Regions from separate parts of the Sus scrofa genome. Here region 1 is linked to region 2. A link is a contact called in public HiChIP or PLAC-seq data. All regions are on one chromosome and are shown on one strand. Each heading gives the region's core, a stretch centred on a gene start, on an enhancer-like site or on the middle of the called end of the contact. The rest is flanking DNA. Distances are from core to core; before and after follow the strand shown. Region 1 has its middle 8.4 kb from the start of PRPSAP2. Region 2 overlaps EPN2 (epsin-2).

The links. HiChIP or PLAC-seq counts read pairs in DNA pulled down with a chosen protein or histone mark.
Region 1: a contact with region 2 is called in an H3K27ac HiChIP or PLAC-seq map of skeletal muscle. The contact joins two enhancer-like sites. A contact is called at or near these places in 2 of 2 datasets of contacts at active chromatin or transcription factors (alveolar macrophages and skeletal muscle).

Annotation. Positions count from the first base shown.
Region 1 is chr12:60,393,370-60,399,166 of Sscrofa11.1, forward strand. No RefSeq gene overlaps it. Among named protein-coding and RNA genes, the nearest start is that of PRPSAP2, 8.4 kb to the left of the region's middle. Within about 2 kb of position 4,447, at least 41 of the 83 cell types and tissues checked have an H3K27ac peak or open chromatin away from gene starts, as enhancers often do. A contact at or near this core is called in skeletal muscle, where this site is marked.
Region 2 is chr12:60,201,351-60,207,640 of Sscrofa11.1, forward strand. All of the region lies in intron 1 of EPN2 (epsin-2), which reads right to left. Among named protein-coding and RNA genes, the nearest start is that of B9D1, 42 kb to the left of the region's middle. Within about 2 kb of position 3,186, at least 30 of the 83 cell types and tissues checked have an H3K27ac peak or open chromatin away from gene starts, as enhancers often do. A contact at or near this core is called in skeletal muscle, where this site is marked.

The DNA of each region.
Region 1 (5,797 bases), core at 3,197-5,696, 190 kb after region 2:
ATGGCCACCGCCGTGTCCTCCCGCTCCCTGTGCAGAGCTACGAGCTGCCGCACGGTCAGGCGCTCACTATCCACCGGGAGCGGGTCCCTGTGGCATCCACCGGGCCGTCTGCTGCTCGGTAGTGTCCACCTCTGGAGGGACCTGCCCACCTGCACGGGGCTGTCTGGTGGGACCACCACGTACCCGCGCGCCAGGAACAGGATGCAGGGGGAGCGAGGGCCGAGGCCCCCAGGGAGACCATCACGATCCCCCCAGTTCGAACTCGGTACTCGGTGGGGTCAGGCTGCGTCCTGGCTTTGCTGTCCACCCTCCGCGGATGCGGATCGGCAGGCGGGAGTCTGACCTGTCAGGCCACGCACCAGCCCCCGCAAATGCTTCTAAACGGACGGAGCCAGGATGGGCTGCATCTGCTGCACCAGCTAGTCCAGAACATGAACTTGTCCTTGCAGACTGCACACCTCAGCCAGCCTCCTGAGGCTGGGTAAGCCTTTGAAAGGAAATTTGTCCTCCAAGCCTGTGTCGGGGGTTGTAGAACTTGTCGCTGATCTTGACCTTGTGTTCAAGTTAGCTCTTCCCTTGGTGCGTGTTTAACGCCCCGTGCACATCTTTGATCTACTTACACGTGGCTCCGTCACCTTGTGGCTGAGGTGAGAACATGTTTAGGGATGAGAATCCTTTTGGCGGCATGAGATTCTGGGTCTCTCGATCTGTGCAAGCTCCTATTCTAGGATTTCTCTCGAGGCCAGGAAGGATCCTGAATCAGTTGCCACTCCCGTCTTGTCCGCCTGGTGGGGTTGAGGAGGCGGCAGCCCTGCGACCCAACTTCCTTTCTTCCCTGGAGGTTTCCTGCCGCAACATCATGGGTTGCGACTTGCCTTGAGCTGGAAATCGGTTTGCATTTACGCCTGTCAATGGATTCATCCTTTTACTTTATGGAATGGTGCTGTGTGCAATTCTCGATTCTTTGCGAGACGACAAGAAACTCTGGTGGGAGAACATGAGGACCCAGCCTTGCAGGAGGAAATGTCTGCAGAACTGAGAGAACCAAAACTAGGAAAACCAAGCAAACATACAAAACACCGTCTTTCAAGTCTTTCCCCCTCGGACGGTCCCTCCCTGTCCCCCGTTGACTATATGAAAAGGCACCCACATGTCTCAGAACATATAACTGTTTGCTGTAAAATAAAATTAGAAAACATGTTTATGGTTTTGCTTCTGAAATCATTTGGCGCAGGTGGTTCACTCAGTTCTGACGGGCGGTGGTTTCGAAGCAACCATCGTTCATCCTCGGGGGGAATTCTTGCAAAGTGAGAAAATCTAAGCCCCATGTTTTCCACTGGCCTGAAAGTGTTGTCCACATGAGAGTTTAAAAAATGAAGAAATTGACTAAAATGTTACATTTTGTAGGCATTTAATTAAGCAGCTATTAATATGAGTTTTGCAGGTTAAAAAAAATTGGGGGTTGTTATAGAACTTTTTTCGATCTCAAATATAAATAAAGGCCCTTGCAACAGTCATAAGTCCTGGATGTGGTGCCAAAAGCACTTGCCAGACAAAGTGGGAGTGCTTCCTGGAAGAAGAGGGTGTGGACTCCGCAGAGGCTAGTTCACCCATAAATCACTGCAGGGCTGTCCCATGCGAGAGGGCAGCTGGCCCCGCTCACGGCTGAGGCTGGAGCTGGGGCCAAGGCAGAGGCTAAAGGTTTTCTCTCAGCCTCAGGAAGCTTGTCAGAGTTGCCGACAGAAGGCCTGCCTGTCTCTGAGGCACCACCAGGTCAGGAGCGCCTGGGTTCTGCTGCAGTAACAAAAGAGCCCGGCTTCTCCCAACAAAGTCCTTTCACACACTCTGTCCATCATCGGACAACTGGGAGCACAAAGCCTCCTCACCCACATCACCTACCCTCAATGCCCCAGCCCCGGGGCAGCCCCTGCGTGGGACACTGCCCCTAACACAGCAGAGGGGAGAGAGAGAACGCTTGCTAGTTATGTTTTAAGCAGTAAAGCTTTGGAGGTCCCCTTATGGCTCAGTGGGTTAAGAACCTAACTAGTATCCATGAGGATGTGGGTTCAATCCCTGGCCTCGCTCAGTGGGTTAAGGATCCGGCATTGCCTTGAGCTGACATTGCCCAGAGCCTGCCAGTAGTTAAAGTGGTAAAAATAGGTTTTACGCAGGAACTACTGCAATAGGGGAAAAGGGGCCTCGTCGTAAGACCGGGCTCAACTCTGAGGAGGAGGAAGCTAAACATGGGAATACAACAAGGGTGGGGCTCGATGCGTGGAAAATTATTAAGAGGAAACATTAGGGTCAGGGGGAATTCTGGCTAAACAAGGTTTGGCCGAAGGCAGGCCGGAGCGGTCGGGCGTCTCTTAGAGGCAGTGGAGGAGGAGGAATTTGGGCGGATACACAGGGTGATCAGATAGCAAGGGTGGGAAATTCTGGCCAAACTGACTTAGCAGGATTCTTGCTGAAACTGGGCTCTTGGAGGACAAGCTAAAGCACGGAGTCAGCGAGGCTCGGGGGAGTCCGAGCAAAGTTTGGTTAAGGAGCGAATCTTGGCCAACAATCTTCCATTGGCTCTTTTAAACACCAGCGAAAAAGAATATTTTGGGGAAAGTTGAGGGAACTTGCAAACAGACTGGATGTGAGAAGCTCTTGCAGAATTTAAAGTTTTCTGGCATATGCCTTTTCAGTTGGGTGGGATAGCCTTATTTTTCAGAGGTGCATGCCTAAGTGTTTAAAGGTGAGAAGTCACAAGAGACCACAGCGCTGGGTTTTGGGTAAGACTGAGAGTGAAACTCTCAATACCCAACGCTCAGCCAGCGCCTCGCCGACGTAGAGAGGCTGTGGAACAGGAAGCCGCAGCAGTGCTGCAGAGGACACAGAGTACTCCCCACACAGCTCTCCACGGCTCTGATCACTGCGCGCAGGGCACGTTCTGGTCGCTGCAACTTCAGCAAAGAGGAGCCACTGGCTCCAGGGTTCCCTGCCAGCTTCGTGAGGTTAGGAGCCACTTGCATGCTTCAGCAAAGCTACAGCCCAGGAGTTCCCATTGTGGCTCAGTGGAAAGAATCCATGAGGATGCGGTTTGATCCCTGGCCTCGCTCAGTGGGTAGGGGATCCGGTGTTGCCGTGAGCTGTGGTGTAGGCCGAAGATGTGGCCTGGATCCCACGTTGTTGTGGCTGTGGTGTAGGCTGGAGGCCACAGCTCCTATTTGACTCTTAGCCTGGGAACTTCCATATGCCCTGGGTCCGGCCCTAAAAAGCCAAAAAAAAAAAAAAAAAAAAAAAAGCTACAGTCCACACATTTTAGGTCATGTCAAAATAACCCCAGCAGCCAAGGACACTGAGCCGAGGGGCGGCTGTGGGTCAGTTTAACAGCACATACAGATCCTGCAGGAGCCACCTCAGTGCGGACACACAGAACAAAGTCAGTTCTTGAGGCTGTAGGGGGGATTCACAGTTCTGCTTCGGAACCTCCCCCTCTAGTCATGATGTCTGCAAATGAGTAGCTTAACAAACCGTTAATGTAAATAAGACCAAAGGCTAACACTTGTTAAACCTAGGTAGTGCGTTTATCAAACCATGGGGTTGGAAACTTTGATGACAGGAATCGAAAGATAGATATAAAATCTAAAGTGGAGACGTTCACCTCTCGCTTTCATTTCCTGCGTGGTTTACTGGTGACTTAATTTTGCCCGTTTAAAGCTCCCTGATCTCAAGTCACAGCAAAAATCTCTCCTCTTTCCTGCAGCACTACCCTCACCCCTGAGGTCGCCATCACTCCCTCCAATCCAAGGGCTCATCGTTCTGGAATCACGGGACATCACACTCCTTCTGTTTCCTTCTTTCAGTGGCAGAGCACTGGGGTCGGGTGGGGTGGGGGGAAATTGCCTTACCGCCAGAAAAGGAAACTTTCCCACGCAACCGAGTAGTCCTAGATTCCACGTCAGGCAGGCGTGGACCCAGCGATCCAAGCATGTGGCCAGGCACTGCTCCGGCTCCGTCACGTGGCTGTTGCTCCCCTTTGCAGACAGTGACCAGGTGGCGGCTTCCAGCTCCAGGGGCTGCCTCCTTAAGGAGGGAGGTTGCTGCCTTGGCGCCCCGCCCCACCCCGCATGCCCCGCCAAAGTCCCACGTCTCGCTCCGATTGGCCAGGCTTAGTCACATGCTCGCTTTCGAGCCAATCAAGGACAGTCAGCCCTGATTGGCCCGCCTCCGTCACGCGCTCCACACCTGACCTGAGTCAGCCACGCAGAGACCCGCGAAGGAGCCCAGGCCGGTGACGGTGGGGCTGGGGTTTGGGGAGCCGGGAGGGGTGAGACGGGAGTGCAGGGGCGGGGGACCTGGGCCCAACCCACTTCAGAGGCCGGTAGGGCCCCGGCCGGTTCTGCTTTTTCAACCCGTGAGTCCCCGGAGTGAGTTCTGCACGCGGCCGGGGCTTGGCCGATGGGCGGAGCTTTCCTTCTGCTCGAGGTGCTCCTGAACCCGCCTCCCGGGCGCGCCTGCCCGCCAGCGCTGCAGTTCGCAGAGCGGCCGCCGGGGGGAGGCGGCGAGGCGGGAAACCAGGCTGCCGCCGGCTCTGCGGCTTTTGCATTTTCCCTCCAGGGTGAAGGGTCATCTGGAAAAGCGCGTGCGCCGGCGCTTCCTCCGGAACCGAACGAGCCGGCGAGGCCGCGTCCAGACGGCCGCGCGCCGTGTCCCGGCCCCTCCTCCGGCCCCTGTCGTGACTCAGCTTGTCATTGACCGTGGCGCCCCCGCAGGGCTCCGGCCGCCCCGGGAGCGTCCTCCGCGCCCTCGTGGGTGTGTTTGGCGCGAACACAGCCGTTCTCAGGGCTCCAGCGCGTTCGTCCAGCTCTTCCGCTGCTGGCGGCGGGCTGGTGTCGGGCTTGGGCCATCGTGCATAAGTAGTGTCGCGGGAGCCTTTCGCAGGTGTGGGCACGCGTATTCGCACTTGCGTTGGGTGTAGACCTGTGAATGGGATCGTTGGGCCTCGGGTACTACTAATTTTTCAGCGTCAGCAGGTACGGCCAGGTGCACCCTTTAAACATCAGCCCCTTTATGCTCCCAACGCAGCCCCGGTTGCCTTGCGTACTTTCTGCCTTTTCCGCGGTAGCTACTCAAGTACTTTAGACTTTAAAAAAACAACAGAGGAGTTCCCGCGTGGCTCAGTGGTTAACGAATCCAACTAGGAACCATGAGGTTGCGGGTTCGATCCCTGGCCTTGCCCAGTGGGTTAAGGATCCGGTGCTGCTGTGAGCTGTGGCGTGGGTCGCAGACGCGGCTTGGATCCTGCGTTGCTGTGGCTCTGGCGTAGGCCGGCGGCTACAGCTCTGATTCGACCCCTAGCCTGGGAACCTCCATATGCCGCGAGCGCGGCCCTAGAAAAATACCAAAAGACCAAACAACAACAACACAAACACAGCTTTGTTGGGGTATAATTTACATCCTGTTAAAAGTCACGTGTTTTTATGTGCATGATCCAAGGATTCTTGGTAAATTGATGGAGCTGTGCGACCACCACCAGGAACCAGTTCCGACCATCTCCACCACGCCTAGCTCTCTCATGCCCGTTTTATTCTGTTTTTTAATCTCATTCCCCCAGCCCCCAAAGCAGTCTTTGGGCACTTGTTTTGTTGCCAGGCACTTTGCTAAGCAATATGGGTGATTTAAAGAATCAGAAGACCTGGTCCGTGCAGCTTAGAGAGAGACAGATGTGCAACCCAATTGGAGTGACGGGGCGGGGGCGGGAGGGGGGAACAGAGCAGCTGGGCATGTGTGCCAAGCCAGAGGTGAGGAT
Region 2 (6,290 bases), core at 1,936-4,435:
GCTCCGACGGACCCGCCCAGCCAGCGTGGTTAGGCTGCTGGCTCACGGTGACACCCACAGCCACACGGGACCCGGGACGGGCCTCAGGAGAAGGAGCACTCTGACCCCATAAGCACAGGCCCGCCGGGGCCCTGGAGACACTCGGTGTCCTTACGAGCCAGGGGACACTGGCTCCCCACCTGTCACCCACGGGGGACAAAGCAGGGGGGACTGTCCCGCCCCTCGAGAAGCAGGTGGCCTGGGGTCCGGCGCTGCAGACGTCCCCAGCCACCCTCCTCCAAGGGCAGAGGCAGCGCTGATGAGGCCCGAGAACAAACTACAGGCCTCACGAAGAGCACCAGCTTTCCGCGGGAGGACCGAGGCCTCGGGGGCTGCTGTCCGCCCTCTGGCCCTCTGGTCGGGGCCAGGGCACCCCCGAGCCTCCAGGGTTCATGCAGTATTTGTTCTGAAAAGGAGCAGACACTGTGAACGGCTGCCTGCGGGTCCCCAGCTGCGGAAGAGTGGCCCACAGGACGAGATGGGAGAAGGGGCCCCAAGGGCACCTCGGGAACCATCTTCAGGGCCCACGTGCCACACGCCTCGCCCGACGCGGGTCCGACGCTGCCCGGGCCCCAGAGGAGGACGTGGGCCCCGAGGCTCCATCACCCCGCCCCGAAGACCTCATCGCGTTCTCCCGTTTCAAAGCTTCGCCCTCAACCTCAGGACCGGGTGGACACGCCCAGATGTCTTCCTGCCAGCAACACCTGCCGGTCCCCGCCAGGCCCCGGAGCCCCCCAGGGCCCGAGCTCTGCTCCGTCCTAACTAGCTGGCAGGCTCCGCTGTCCAGACTCCCGGTCCTGTGTGCCCGCTGCCTTCCACTTTGGCCAGCAGAGCCTGCCCAAGCCAAGGACACGAAAACAGGACCACTTGAGCCCTTCCGGCTCGTCACTCAAGCCTGGGGACCTGGGGTCGCTCACAAACGTCCAGTCCTTTAAGAACCTCCAGGCCAGATGGCTCGGGGAAGGGGACTGTCAAAGCAAGGAAAAATAAACACTGTCAAGGGTTTAGGCCAAGATAGCCACCAGAAAAAAAAAAAAAAAAAAATACGAGGCCTTATTTTCCTAAGTTACTTACTGACAACCAAAGGAACATCAGCAGCCAGAAATGCCCTCGGAAATCTAGTCCAATCACCGGGTATTAATGACTACCTCACAAGCTACGGTAAATGACGCACACACGTTTGTACAATTCTGTTACAACTTAAAATATTTCTGGGCAGAGACAACAAAATGATTTCAAGTTCAGACTTTCTATTCAAGACACACAAATCTTTCTGCACCCACCCAGAGAGCTGGGCCAGCAGCCAGAGGACAGGCAGTCTTTTCCCTGGATGGGGGGACCAGGGCTCACGACCACACCTCTCTACTCCCTGAAAAGCCTATTTTGAAACTGCAGTAATAATTACTTTTATTAAGAATAAGGAGTTCCCTGGTGGCTCAGAGTTAAGGATCTGGCATTGTCGCTGCTGTGGATTGGGTTACTGCTGTGCTGTGAGCTCAGTCCCTGGCTCAGGAACTTCCACAGACCCCAGGCAGGGCCAAAAAAAGAAAAGAAAAAGAAAAGAAAGAACCAGGTTGTGGGTTTTTTTGGCATTTTAGGGCCATGGAAGTCCCCAGGCTAGGGTTCACATCGAAGCTGTAGCTGTCAGCTTACACCACAGCCACAGCAATGCCAGATCTGAGCCACGTCTGCGACCCACACCACAGCTCATAGCAACGCCAGATCCTTAACCCACCGAGAGAGGCCAGGGATCAAACCCGCATCCTCATGGATCCTAGTTGGGCTCATTAACCGTCGAGTCATGATGGGGACTCCAAGAATCAGAGTTTCTGATGTACATGAGACAACCACTGGTAACCACACAGAGCTGATAAAGGCCAACCAGCCCCAAAGACAGTGAGCATCGGCTGGCCTGGGGAAGCCTCCCTGTGGGTGGCACGCCCGTCTGTCAGGCTCCAGAAAGGCCGCGGGAGATCTGCAGATGCCATGGCAAAAGCCAGACTGTTCGGCTGCACAGACGGAGAGCCGATCCTTGCTGTTCCGGAGGCAGAAGGAGGGACCGGGCGTCTGGGGACAGCAGATGCAAACTGCCAGATCTGGAATGACAGCGAGACCCCACTGCAGAGCCCAGGGAGCTCTACCAGTCTCCGGGGATAAACCATAACAGAAAGGAGCATTTTAAAAGCATGGAGACAGTATGTACAACTAAACCACTTCAACAGAAGGTAGCACAGTCCCAGAAATCGACCGTAATTTAAATTCTTTTGCAAGAGCCCGTCTGCTCGGTATGGAAAGGAACACTCCTGCCTCCAGTCCGTGCCCGGTCCTGGGGGTGGTTCCTTAAGCCGAATTTCACTCCATCCTGGAGACAGCAGACTCTGTCTGCCGCTTCCACCTGCCCAACGTCCTGTCCCTTCTCCGAGACAGAGCCCGGGCTTCCCGTGGGGAAGAGGCGGGGAGCGGGCCCAGCCCCGGCCATCAGCGCACCCGGGCCCAGCCACCATGGGCAATCCAGCCTGGGCTGCCGGAGACCCCGCTGGGGAGGCCCCCAAACCACAGGGAAACTCAGCAGCCTCAGGCCCCCGCAGGGCCAGGTTTCCCAGAGGCTGAACCCAACACAGAAGCAAGGAGCCCAGGGACGGAGCCGGGGCCAGACTACCGCTGCCTGAACCCATGGCCGTCTGCACCTGAAGCCGTTTATCCACACAGCAACTGTGCACAGCCCCGAGCAACAGCCAAAGCACAGGCAGAGCCTCCAGGACAGGCACAGGGACTCCCGCCAGGCCCTCAGCCCTGGCTGAGCCACGGCGGGAGCAGGGTGGGGCCCCTCCCTCCTCAAAGTGCAGGGGACCCAGCCAGAGTCTGGGATCATCACTCTTTAGAGGGCAGCTTGTAATGGTGACCATAACGCAGCAGCTGTCCCACTTGCAGGGGACAGGCTGGGGCAGAAAAGTTCTGGCACATCTGAAAACACAACCAGAATTCGATAGACAGCGCCTACTAGAAACAGATAATACAACAGCAAACAGAACAACGCTAAAAAAACAACAAAAAATTCCAAGGCTCGGGTGATACCCCTGGAGGCAGGAAGAATTCGGTAACAACTTGGTCCAGGGCCTGCAGAGCGGGCGGGGAAATTCCTCCAGGCCCAGGGCTCCGGAGGGAGGAGCAAGCAGCCCTCGGGGCCCAGGTGGGTCACTGGTCAAAGCCCACGTGACAGTGGCGCGTCTGTGACGGGGGCGTGGCCGGCCTGGCGCCAAGCAGCAGCTGGCCCTGCCGGTCAGGGTCTCCGCCAAATCGCCACAGTGGTTTTGGTGGCTTTCCAGGGACGGAGGATCTCTAGCAGGGACCAGGACCAGCTACGAGGGAGGAGCAGCAGACCTAACAGTCACAGGTCACCCAGTCACAATGAGAGGCATCACCAAACAAACCGAAGCTCACCCCATCCGCGGCTGGGGGCCTCCTGGGACTGTCTTACGGCAGGTGACAGGAGCACAGTGGGGGGGTGCTGCCCCCTCCCCTGTGGTGTCTGCCACGCAGTGGGGCCTCTGACCACAGACGCCAGAATCTCCAGGGGACACGCTGGGACAGCCAGGGTAGCACTCGGGATGTGACACCCTTTCCAAGCTCCTGGGTGACACCCAGGCTCACTGTGTGACAGTCACCAACACCGAGGTGGGACCCACTTGGCTTTCACTCTCCTCCCCGCCGCCCAAAAGGTGCCCCACGACAGCAGCCCACGTGCCCCCCCCACCCCGTCACAGTGGGACAGCTCGCTCAGTGCAGCTTTCTTCGCCACAACGACCGCGGGGGCCCAGGGAGAAAGGGCCGCCATGAGCCACGTGCCAGCAGGGAGAGAGCCTGCACAGGCCACTCGCTGGACGGGGGGACGCAGCACCACAGCCTAACGGGTCCTCGCAGGGCAGAGGGGTCAGATTTTACCCACCAGCCCCAGACTGGGCTCAACCACACGTCCGGAATTCCTAAAGCAAACATGGAGAGGCCCCTGGGCGCCGACAGCGCAGGCACAGGGAAACTGGCCTCTCCCTTTGCGGGGACGAGCCCCGGGGTGCCGGTCACCTGGCCTTAGAGGGGACGGACGGCCCTGCCCCCTCCAGCCCCCACCAAAGAGCCCCGGGGGCTCCTCCCCGCCACGACGGCCATGGAGCCAGCGAGGTCAGACAGCCGATGGCCTAACGGGAACCCGGTCTTCCTAAAAGCAGACAGCGCGGCGGACCCCGCGTCTCCTCTCCAGCGGGGCCGATCACTTGGCCTCTGGGAAGGGCAGCCTGCGGCACGGGTCACAAAACGCCCAAGTGCGGTCTTTCCAGAGACCGAGCGAAGCCAGGGTGGGGTCGGGAGACAGGGTTCTGGCCGTTGGACACAGCCACTGAGAAAGGGGGTGTGACAAGCTCCCCCCGCTTAGAGGGTCGAGGATCACACCCCGAAAGCTGGACCAGGCGGATGCAGGGGCCTGCCACGAGGGACAGGGAGCTCCTTGAGGCCCCCCCCCACCTCCGCAAGGCTCCGCAAGGCAGTTCTGCAAATGACCCGTCCCGGACGAGGTCCTTTTTTGGCTTTTTAGGGCCGCACGTGCGGCATGTGGAAGTTCGGACAAATCGGAGCCGTAGCCTCCAGCCTACACCACAGCCACCGCGCCAGATCCGAGCCACGCCACAGCTCACGGCAACGCTGGATCCTTCACCCGTGGGGCGAGGCCAGGGATGCAACTGAGTCCTCGTGGATCCTGGCTGGGTTCACAACCCGCTGAGCCCCAAGAGCAACTCCCGTGGACAGCGCTCTCCATAAGCCCTGCAGGAAGCCAGCGTCGCGGTGGGTGCGGCAGGGCACACACAGCCAGGGGCCGGGAGGCAGGGACAGGGACCAGACACTCAGCACGAGCCCTTCTGCCCCCAGGCCCTCTTGCCATCTCCGTGGTGTCACCGGCAGCCCCAGCCCCAGGTCAGCCACCAAGGCTAGAATTCCGGCGACAAGCCAAGCCTAGCGGTGGACGTTTTCCTGGCCTGTGGGCTCCGTGAGGCAGAAAGGCAGGGCTTCCTGGGGCCCTTGGGGAGCAGGAAGAGCAGCCCTGGGAACGCTTCTGTCCTCGAGGAAGGCAGCTTGCGCACGAGAGCCCGGGGGCCAGACCCCGCCTCTAACGTGCTGTGACTCTGCCACCAGAAATACCCACGAATGGCAGATGGCAACACCACCGGAGACTGGGGATCACAGAAGGGGGCATCTGATGGCTTCACAGCCCCCACCGGGCAGGCACAGCGGCAGATGAGTCTGCTCACTAGAATTTTCCAGCTCGAGACATGGGGGGAAAGCAGGCTCCTGGGGAAGATGTAGAATTCCCATGATTCCATGCTCGCCTTAGGCCTGGCCGGCCACTGCGGTGGTGCCAAGTGCTGGGCTGCTGCCACGGCTGAGCAGCCAGCAGGACAGCGGAAGCTAACGGGGGCTGTGGACCCCACGGCCAAACCCTGCTCAGCCTGACACTTTTCTCAAGAGGCGCTCAAGATGCTTGCCAGGTGCAACCTCCCGGCGGGTCCGGGAAGGTCCCTGCACGCTGTGAAGGACCAGCCAACGGCCAGGGGAGCAGGGCGCCGTCTGCTCACCTCGGCCCTCGAACCAGCGGAATTGGTGGCCACATCCGACTCCCCCATGTAGCTCTTTGGGAGGGGGGCTCACGGGCTGGCCCTGTCCCAACCCCCACCCCCGGCAGCAGGGGGTGCAGTCGGCAGAGCCCCCAGAGACCAGCTGACAGGCGACTTCAGCGAAAGGGCACAAGATAAGCCAATTATCCCCCATGTGGAAAGTCACTCTCCGTGCCCCCGGTGCCCGAGCTGGGCCCCGGCTCCTGGTCGGCCTCCCATGGGGCTGCGGCGACACCGGCTCTTCCCTGCTGTTCCCCATCTGTTCATGAACAGCGCCTGAGGGGGGTCTGCCCGTGGCCCACCGCGTCCTCGCTAAGGGGGACCCCGCGCCCGGTGAGCGCCCCAGCGCGTGCCCAGGGAGTGCGTGAGAGGCAACCCACCGCTCAGACTCGCAGCTCACGCCCGGCCCGTGTCCCGGGTCCTTCCCTCTGGGCCTCCGTCGCTCGGTTCGGCCCAGCTGCTCCGCTCACCGAGCTGGTGAAACACAGCGATGCTGTCAGCGCTTCATGACGCAGAGCCGAGGACACAGGACAGGCCGCAGACAAGCCTGCGCTGCGGGCAGGCCCACCCCGCCAGGCCACAGTGCCCCGG